Linked DNA regions of Mus musculus: region 1 is linked to region 2. Evidence: chromatin contacts called from public ChIA-PET data. All regions are on one chromosome and are shown on one strand. The core of a region is the stretch at or near the end of the contact, and the rest is flanking DNA. Distances in the headings are between cores, read along the strand shown. Region 1 overlaps Gm39083 (a long non-coding RNA gene). Region 2 has its middle 56 kb from the start of Rbbp6.

What was found. ChIA-PET counts read pairs in DNA pulled down with a chosen protein or histone mark.
Region 1: a contact with region 2 is called in an RNA polymerase II ChIA-PET map of memory CD8 T cells, with 20 read pairs. The contact joins two enhancer-like sites. A contact is called at or near these places in 3 of 39 promoter capture datasets (liver and stem cell-derived epiblast-like cells), 8 of 484 Hi-C or Micro-C datasets (embryonic stem cells, granulocyte-monocyte progenitors, nephron progenitors and 1 more) and 2 of 115 datasets of contacts at active chromatin or transcription factors (embryonic stem cells and memory CD8 T cells).

The regions. Positions count from the first base shown.
Region 1 is chr7:122,937,456-122,942,096 of GRCm38.p6, reverse strand. It overlaps Gm39083 (a long non-coding RNA gene), which reads right to left. Exons shown (of 3, transcript XR_869924.1): 2 at 2,193-2,241; 3 at 1,739-2,018. Among named protein-coding and RNA genes, the nearest start is that of Gm39083, 3.9 kb to the right of the region's middle. Within about 2 kb of position 1,591, at least 130 of the 459 cell types and tissues checked have an H3K27ac peak or open chromatin away from gene starts, as enhancers often do. A contact at or near this core is called in memory CD8 T cells, where this site is marked.
Region 2 is chr7:123,024,046-123,028,619 of GRCm38.p6, reverse strand. No RefSeq gene overlaps it. Among named protein-coding and RNA genes, the nearest start is that of Rbbp6, 56 kb to the right of the region's middle. Within about 2 kb of position 3,314, at least 27 of the 459 cell types and tissues checked have an H3K27ac peak or open chromatin away from gene starts, as enhancers often do. A contact at or near this core is called in memory CD8 T cells, where this site is marked.

The DNA of each region.
Region 1 (4,641 bases), core at 342-2,841, 85 kb after region 2:
ATTATCTATCTTTATATCAGTGTCCCTTGAGTGAGTTTTAAAAACAACAAACTTCGATTCCTTAAACTCAACTTTTGCTTTGTTTCTTCTTTTGACCTGGTCTCAGGTAGCTCAGGTTGGCCCCATACTCCCTCTCTCTAACTCTATTCTTATATATTTATAAGTAAAGATCACTTGGATCCTGACCCTCCTGTTTCCATCTCCGGAGTCTTGGTGTTCCAGATTTGAGCCACCATGTTCTGTTTGAGGGTTTTCTTTGTAAAGAATTCAGTTACTCGGGGGCTCTTCTCATTCCATGTGAGTTTTAGAGTCAAGTTTCCCACATTTGTCAAAAAAAAAGTTGTGGAGGGGCTGGTGTGACGGCCCAGTGGGTACTCTGCTTGTTCAGCAAGCGTGAAGGCTGGGGTTTGGACTCCCCCAGCACACACATCAATACCACATGGGCTTGATGACCAGTTTATAACCCCAGCACTGGGGAGTCCCCAGAGCAGGCAAGTCCGGGGTCAAGTGAGACACTGCCTGGATTGAGGAGCTGGAGAGTGACTGGCACCCGTTCTATGTGCACCAACGAATGCACGTGCCTCTGTACAGGTGAGAAAAACACACTCACAGTCCACTCACACAAATATGTACAGAAAAAGGTTGTTGGGCTTTTTGTACCTATTGCATGCTTGGGTAGCCCTGTCGTGTTTTCTGTTTCACTAATGCCAGCCTTGTTTAATTTATCTCACTGACATATTAGAGTTTTCAGTGGCCGATTTTCATACCTCCTGGGTTAAATTTGTTCCAAAGTGTTGTATTCAATTTGATGCTATTATAAGTGGAATTGTTTTCCTAATTGAGTTTTCAGGTTACCCGGTGCTGATGTATGGAAACACAGCTGACTGCGTTTGTGTGTCCTGCTGCTACCGCGTACACTTGCTGAATTTATTAGCACTAATAGTTTCTGTGGTGTGGGAATTTGCAGGATTTCCTACAGCGAGGTCACTAATGTCTAAAAATGATGATACATTTATGTAAATGAATTATTTATTCCAGCTAGCCCGAATAAAAGGTACAAAATCCTGATAATTTACAAGCTCTAAGCCCAGATTGGGCAGGCTGTGAGCTATTCTAACTTAAATCCCAGTCAAATGTCCCTTGTTCCTTGCTGTTTGAGTCTCAGTCCCGGATATCTCTGTCCCATCCGCCTGTCCTCAGGCTCCACCTCCCTCATGGCAACCTTCCCCTCTCTCTACCTCCTTTCTCCTCCTCCTTCTGGTCTCTCCTGAAACCCCTCACTCGATCCTCAAGTCCTGCTTGTCTCTCTATTGCCCAGTCACAGGCTCTAGCCTTTTATTAATCAAATAATATTAAAGTAGGGAGCAAGGTTTACATAGAGTAAAAAAAAAAGTTTACTTGTTGAATGTGAGGATCTGCTTGCCTTGGGCAACTAGATCTTGGGGGTAGTATTTAACATTTAAAAGCCTACCAGCCTCAGACCAACCCCCGACACATTTACACTTTCGCTTTCAGTCGGATGCTATGAGTGGTAGAACAAGAGAGGCTCAGATGAATAGCAATTGCAGGAGCTGGTGTGCTTATCCTTTGACTGCTAAACATCCTGCTGGGTGTGGTATTCACGAAGGTTGGTCCCGTGCTTTGTACCAATCAGAAAGAGCTCGTGGAGTTTCCCCTCTGTTAACGTCTTGCGTTGCATTTTAGTTTTTGGTTTTTAAGGAGGTCAGAAATTAAGATTTAACCGTTTCCTCTTGCCTTTCCCTGCTGACAATTGAGTCGCCTGATGCAGTTAGGGTTAGAAATTTCATGGCCTCGATCAAATGAGATACCAGGAATCCTTCATGGCGCTGCTGCTTTCTGATGTGGCAAAGTAGGGTAGGTATATTGACAGTGGCTGGAGGTGGGCTGAAGCCAAGGAGACCCTGGAAAGTTCCCACACAGACAGCCATCTTCTACCTCCTTCCTGTGACCAGGAAGGAATTCAAGAGAAGACTATAGATCTCCTTTGGTTTAGGTTGCTGAAAGGACAAATTAAAGACATCTTTAAAACTAATTGCATCATCATCATCATCATCACCATCATCATCATCTGTGTGTGTGTGTGTGTGTGTGTGTGTTAATCCAAAGAACCACTACTATGGGACAGAGACACGGAGGCACCAGGAGGGAGAGAGGCCCATTAGGAAGGTTACCGAGCAGGTCATTGTTGGGGCAACTGGGTTCCAAACACCACAGAGAAACCTGGGGAGAAAGTAAGGAAAATGCCGTTCAGAGTTGTCTTGTATACAACTATATCTACATCTATGTCTCTATAGGGAGGTGTTGACACAATGGCTGCTTTTATTATAGACTGGTTTTATTTTATTTATTATTACCACTACTCTCTCTCTCTCTGTGTGTGTGTGTGTGTGTGTGTGTGTGTGTGTGTGTGTGTGTGTGTGCGTGAGAGAGAGAGAGAGAGAGAGAGAGAGAGAGAGAGAATATCTCATGGAAGTGCTGAGATTACAGATGTGAGCCACTGTATCTAGTTTTCTGAGTTCTAGGGATTGAGTCCAGGCTGTGTGGCAGGTACTTTTACACACTAAACTAAACCACCAGTTAATGACTCTTTTAAGACATGTTTTAAAGAAGCTAATCGTTTAAGACAGTATAACAAATAAGGGTTTCAAGACATTTTCATACGGATGTGGCATTATACTTCACTGTATTTTATTTCCCACCCCCAGTTCCTTCCTGTCTGCGGCTGGTTCCCTTTCTTTCACTAGGAAGCCCCCACTTCTGCTTTGTTCATGCCTTTTCATGGCTGAAACACATTGGATCATGACAGTACCTTATTAACCCTTGAAGATAGATATTGGACTTGTCTTTACCTTTTTTTTTTAGATTTATTTATTTATTATATGGAAGTACATTATAGCTGTCTTCAGACACTCCAGAAGAGGGAGTCAGATCTCGTTACGGATGGTTGTGAGCCACCATGTGGTTGCTGGGATTTGAACTCTGGACCTTCGGAAGAGCAGTCGGGTGCTCTTACCCACTGAGCCATCTCACCAGCCGTCTTTACCTTTTTGATATCATGAACAATAGATGTTTGGCAGCTGTGAATACTTGTGTGCTTTTTTTTGTGTAGACATGTGTATGAATTTCCCTTAGATATATATAGCCAGGAGCAGAATTTCTGGGTTCTATGGTAACCCCGTGTTTTATAATTTAAGAAACTGTCAAACTTTTCCACAAAGAGGCTGCTCCTTTCTGCATCCCTCCAGCGGCATAAGAAGGCTCCGGTCCAGTTTCTCTCCACGCGCACCAGCACTTACTTGTCTTTCTTCCTGATCACGGCCTCCTGGTGAGGACGGTAAGCCACAGTGGCTTTGATTAGAATGCCCCTAATGACCGGTGATGATGAGCATCTTTTCCTGTGCTCCTTTGCTCTTTTTTGCTTGCCTGGTGCTTTAACCCAGATTTCATGCCTGAGGGCTCTGAGCTTCTGGTGTGAAGCTCAAAGCAGGCTGGATTGCTGTGACTGCCTTTTCACAGGTGAAACTAGCTCAGAACACAGAATTTTTTTAGTAAGTCCTCTCTGCATTAGAAACATCTCCACTCTGTCTTCATTGCATAGCAGAGATTTGGGGTCTTTTTGATAATGACAACCAATTAGCTCTACTGGGATAGTGGCACCATCTTCTGTTGCTAGGCTACTGGTGCTCAGAGCTCCAGGTGATCAGGCTTCAGCTTAGAGGGATGATTACGGTCTCATTCAGTAGAACTGTCTCCCCCCCAAGAGAATCAGGGCCTCAAACTGCAGGATTTAAGGTTTCAGGGAGAGAGGTGATCTAGATTCTCTAAGTGTGCTGTTGGGAGTGGTGGTAGAGACAACATGTCTGCCTGTTAGATTTTAGGTCTCTGTATTGTGTTAAGGGGGCACTACCATCTACAGGTTGTTGGCTCAGAGTGTGTATCATATCTTGATGGACAACATTTTAATCTGCAAGGTATCATTCCTAGACTGGAGTCTTGGTAGCATCATGAATGGATCATCTCAGTATTCTATTACATAGGCATCATTATTGTGTGTCTATGAAGCAGCCTGCGTACTGGGGCTACAGGAGGGCCCACGTACTGGGGACTTGGTTGCCAGCTGATGGGCTCTGGGAAGTGACTGGCTTCTTAGGTCTCTGACGTAATTAATACACTATCCCCTTGATGGATTTGCATCATGGTGGCAATCCTGGGAAGTGGTGAGAGGTAAGGAGGTGGGCTTAACTGAAGGAAGCTGGTCATTGAGAGCATCCTTGGAAGGATGTATCTGGATGGTCCTGTGCCCCTTTGTGTCTGGCACTTCCTCTGCTGTCTATCTGTAATGAGGTCAGTTGCTTCTGCCACTGCTGTGAAGTTCTGCCTTACCAGGAACTGAGAATCAGCAGCAACAAGGGGACACACTCCAGGGACACACCAGAATTCCCAAAACAAAGACTGTGGGATCAAGCTGGTGGCCTATGCTCTGCTTTCCAAGACAGCTTTCCAGCCTGCTTTCTCTCTGTTCATCTGCTTTCTCTGAAGATCTCCAGACAGCTCTCTCTCTCTCTATTTTCTGCTCAAGACAGTTCTCTAAGCAGTTCTCCCTTGCTATTCCAAAAAAAT
Region 2 (4,574 bases), core at 2,065-4,564:
GACTTGTCCACAGGGCAGCCTGATGTCGGCATCTTCTCTGTTGAGGTTCCTCCTTTCCATATGATTTGTGTCAAGTTGAAAAAAGAATACTGACTAACACACTGCCTGAACTTAGTTCATCTCATCTCCAGCTTGCACAGTGCCTACCTGGTCCTCAGGCCTTCAGACTCAGACTGAACTCCATGGCTGGCTTACCTGAACTGCCAGATTACAAGCAGTAGGCTGAGGGGCCTCTCAGCTTCTCTACCTGTAGGACGTGGCTCCTCATGCTCTCGACATCCCTCTGAAGAACCTGACTAACAACCTCAGAAAACATCAAAAGTTTACCTGAATTCTGGGTCAAAAAAACCCCAAAACCCAAAAACAAACAAAAAACCTTCCATGATGAGGCTGGAGAGGTGGCTCAGTGGTTAAAGCACTGAGTGCTCTTCCTGAGGTCTTGAGTTCAATTCCTAGCAACCACATGGTGGTTCACAACCATCTATAATGGGATCCAATGCCCTCTTCTGGTGAGTCTGTAGACAACAACAATGTACTCAGACATGTAAAATAAATAACTAAATCTTTTTTTAAATCTTCCATGATTATTAATAACCAAGTGGGTTTGTTTGATGCTTGAATATATACTACTTTTATAACCCAGACATAACAAAAATAAGGAATGGGGGCTGGGGAGATGGCTCAGTGGTTAGCAGCACTGGCTGCTCTTCCAGATGACCCTGGTTCAGTTCCCAACACACACACAGTGGTCACAATCATAGGTGACTCCAGTTCAAGGAGATCCAATCCCATGGGTATTGGTCACACACGTGCTGCGCAGGTCATACATGCAGGCAAAACACTAATACACATACCATAAAACAAATAAATGTAAAATATTTTAATGAGGAATAATCTTTACCAATTATACACGCATAGAAGATTACTATCTAAGATATAGAAAGAACTAAAAACAACTACCAACAGCAGCAGCAGAAACAGCAGCAGCAACAACAACAACAGCAACAGCAACAACAACAATAACAACAACAAAATCCAACCAACCAAACAAACAAACAAACAAAAAAAATCTCTGGACATCAAGAAACAAAATAACACAATTAAAAAATGTTTACAAATCTAAACAGAATTCTCAAAAGATGAAACACAATTTGCCAAGAAACATATAAAGAAATGTTTAACATTCTTAGTCATTAGTGAAATGCAAACCAAAACTACTTTAAGATTTCATAGTACACCAGTCAGAACGGCCAAGATCAACAAAACAAATGACAGCCCATGCTGGCAAGGATGTGGGGTAAGGGGGACACCTGACCTTTGCTGGTAGGAGTGCAAACTTGTACAGCCACAATGTAGATAATTGTGGTGGTGGAAGCTGGGAATAGCTCTACCTCAAAAGCCAGCTACACCACTCCTGGGCACATACTCAAAGGACTCTGTATCTTGCTACAGCGGCACTTGCTCAACCATATTCATTGTGGCTCTGCTCATCATAGTCAGAACTTGCAAACCGCCTAAATATCCGTGAATGGATAAATGGGTAAGGAGAATATAGGACATTTACACAACGTAACATCATGAGAGTCTCAGGTAAATGGGTGGAGCTTGAAAAAAGTCATCCGGAGTAACCTAGATCAAAAACTACAAATATGCTGGGCGATGGTGGTGCACACCTTTAATCCCAGCGCTTAGGAGGCAGAGGTAGGCGGATTTCTGAGTTTGAGGCCAGCCTGGTCTACAAAGTGAGTTCCAGGGCAGCCAGGGCTATACAGAGAAACCCTGCCTTGAAAACAAACAAACAAACAAACAAAAACAAAAAAAGAAAACCCTACAAATATGGTATATATTTGCTTATATGTAGATGAGGGCTGCTAAGTCTTGGATAAGCAGGCTACAATCCATATGACCACAGAGATTATGTCTAGCACTGGGGTGTGTGTGTGAGGGATGCTTCCTGGGGAGGGGAAATAGAATAGATAGAGGTGGGGGAGGGGGCACTGGAATGGGAGAATCAAACAAGAGAGGGAAGGACGAGGGGCAAGGGAGGGTATATGGAGAGGGACAGTTAAAATTAAGGGACATTCGAGGGCTCCTGTAGAAACCTAGCACAGTAGAGGCTTCTTAAAATATATGCATATATGAAAGAAATCTAAGCAATGAGGGAGAAAAGCTGCATCCAGATATCTCTTGCCTTCCACTGAAAGCCCCAGGCCCAGGAATGGGTTACATCTAATCATGTCGTTGGCCAAAGGGGCTCCATGAAACCCCCTAACAACACAGGCTACCACCAAGCCTATTGGTTTCTCCCCACAAACTGATGAAGCCCTCCTACTGAAGGTGATAGCTATATAACTCACTCAGCACAGAGAAGTCGAGCTGCTGTCTACCCAGAGCCTTTGCCCCTACTGACTAATGTTCAAGCTACTGGAGATACTCTGAACACTGCAAAAATAAATGGCAACTCAGCTATAAGCCTTTCGATCTTATTTTATCATTTTTTTAAATGCCTGTTTGTTTTTTAATGAGAGAGAACAACAAAGGGTATGGATTTGGGTGAGTGGAGAGGTACAGAAGATCTGGGAGGAGTTAAGGGAGAGAAAATCTAGAAGAAAAAGAAGGAGAAGGAGGAGGAGGAGAAGGAAGAGGAGGAGGAGGAGAGGAGGAAGAGGAAGAGGGAAGGAGGAAGAGGAGAAGGGGATGAGGAAGAGGAGGAGGGGGTTGAGGAGGGGAGGAGGGGGAGGAGGAGGAGGAGGAGAGGAGGGGGTGAAGGAGGAGGGGGAGGAGGAGGAGGAGGAGGAGGAGGAGGCGGCAGCAGCTTCTTGCAGAAGAGCTGGGTTTGATTCCCAGCACCTACGTGGTGGCTCACAACCATCCATAACTGCAGTTCCAGGGGAGCTGATGCTCTTTTCTAACCTCCAGGGGCACCAGGCACACACACAGTGTCACACATATATGCAGGCAGAACACTCATATACATAAAATAAAATATGTAAATTTGAAGAAGGAGGAAGAGGAGGAGGAAGGGCTGAGGCTCAGCTGATACACTGTTGAGCTAGATTATACAAAGCCCTGGGTTCCATCTTCAGCATTGCACAAACTGGTGGAAGTGGTACTTGTCTGTAATCTCAGGTTGGGATTGGAGGCAAGGGCATTAGAAGTTTCATGTTATCCTCTGATACTTAGTGCGTTTGAAGCCATCCTGGACTACATGAGACTTTGCTTCACAGTAACAAGAACCCCCAAAACCTAAGGATTCATCAAAACGAAACTGAAAATGCCTACCATCCGGTCTCAGATACAGGCAAGAAAGCAGAAAGTGTAACCTGGCAACGCTGACCGCTGACCGCTCAGGCAGAGGAGTCGTTTCGCTTTCCAGGCTCTTGACCTGGGTTTCCACAGAAAAGGCTGGGCCAGCCTGCATCGAGAAGGAGACCCTGTCTCAAAAAACAAGCAAACAAAACAAGAAAAAGGAAACCCACAACAACAAAGAAGTAGAAGCAATGGCAAAAAAAAAAAAAAAAAAAAGAATTATAAAAGAGCGAAGGAAAGTACCCCACAGAAGACGCACAGAGAGAAGGGAAGACTGGGACGTGAATGGAGAATCTGTGGGCTCCAGGCAAGCTCAAGGAGCCCAGGGCAGGGAGGGAAATGGAGAAAACATGGTCATGAGCTATGCCTGAAAAGCTCCCAGATCTCAGATGAAAACCATAGACACACAGGGTTTAAAAGGCTGAACAGACAGCAAGCACAAGAAACAAAACAAAAACATGTAACAAACGGTTACATGTAACAAAGCCGACGAGTATGGTGCTGCAGGCCCTGCCACCCCAGCATTTGGGAAGGGACGGCAGGAGGAATGTGTGCTCAGGGCAAGGCCAGCCTAGGCTCCATAAGAGAATCTCAGGGTGTGCGGAGCTATTAGACTGTCCCAAGGGGTCGGTCGGAGTGGGGCAATATGGGGTAGTCATTAAAAAAAAAAAGCAAGGTGGCCATGGTGACGCACACCTTTAATGCCAGAACTTAGGAAGTAAGGCAGGCAGGAAGATCTCTGTGAGTTCATGTGTCTAGGCCAGCCAGGGCTATGAGACCCTATTTCAAAACAAAGCAAAAACCAAACAAAACCTATATAATTCCAAGTTTTGATTTTAAGGATTAGAGAAAGTTAAACACACAGCTCCAACAGACCCAGTAATTCTGAATACAAGTATTTACCTAGATGAAATGGAAACATCTGTTTATGCCAGATTTATACAGGAGTACTCACAGCAGCATTATCCCAAGAGGAAAAGGCAAAACACCTCAAATGTCCATCATCTAATGACTGGATCAGCAAGATGTGGAATATGCATACAACTGGAGAAAGAAATTCAACAGTGATGCAGGTGTCAGCGTGGAGGAACATTTTTAAAAACTGTACTAAGTGACTAAAATATATGTTGTGTAAATATATTTATGGGAACAGCAGCATCTTAGGAATTCTATGGGGCCGGGGATGTGGAATGGGGTGGGGAGAGGCAGGGGGATAGAGGACAGAAAACCAGAGGGAAGGGCTTTTCTTTTGGAAGGATGTACAG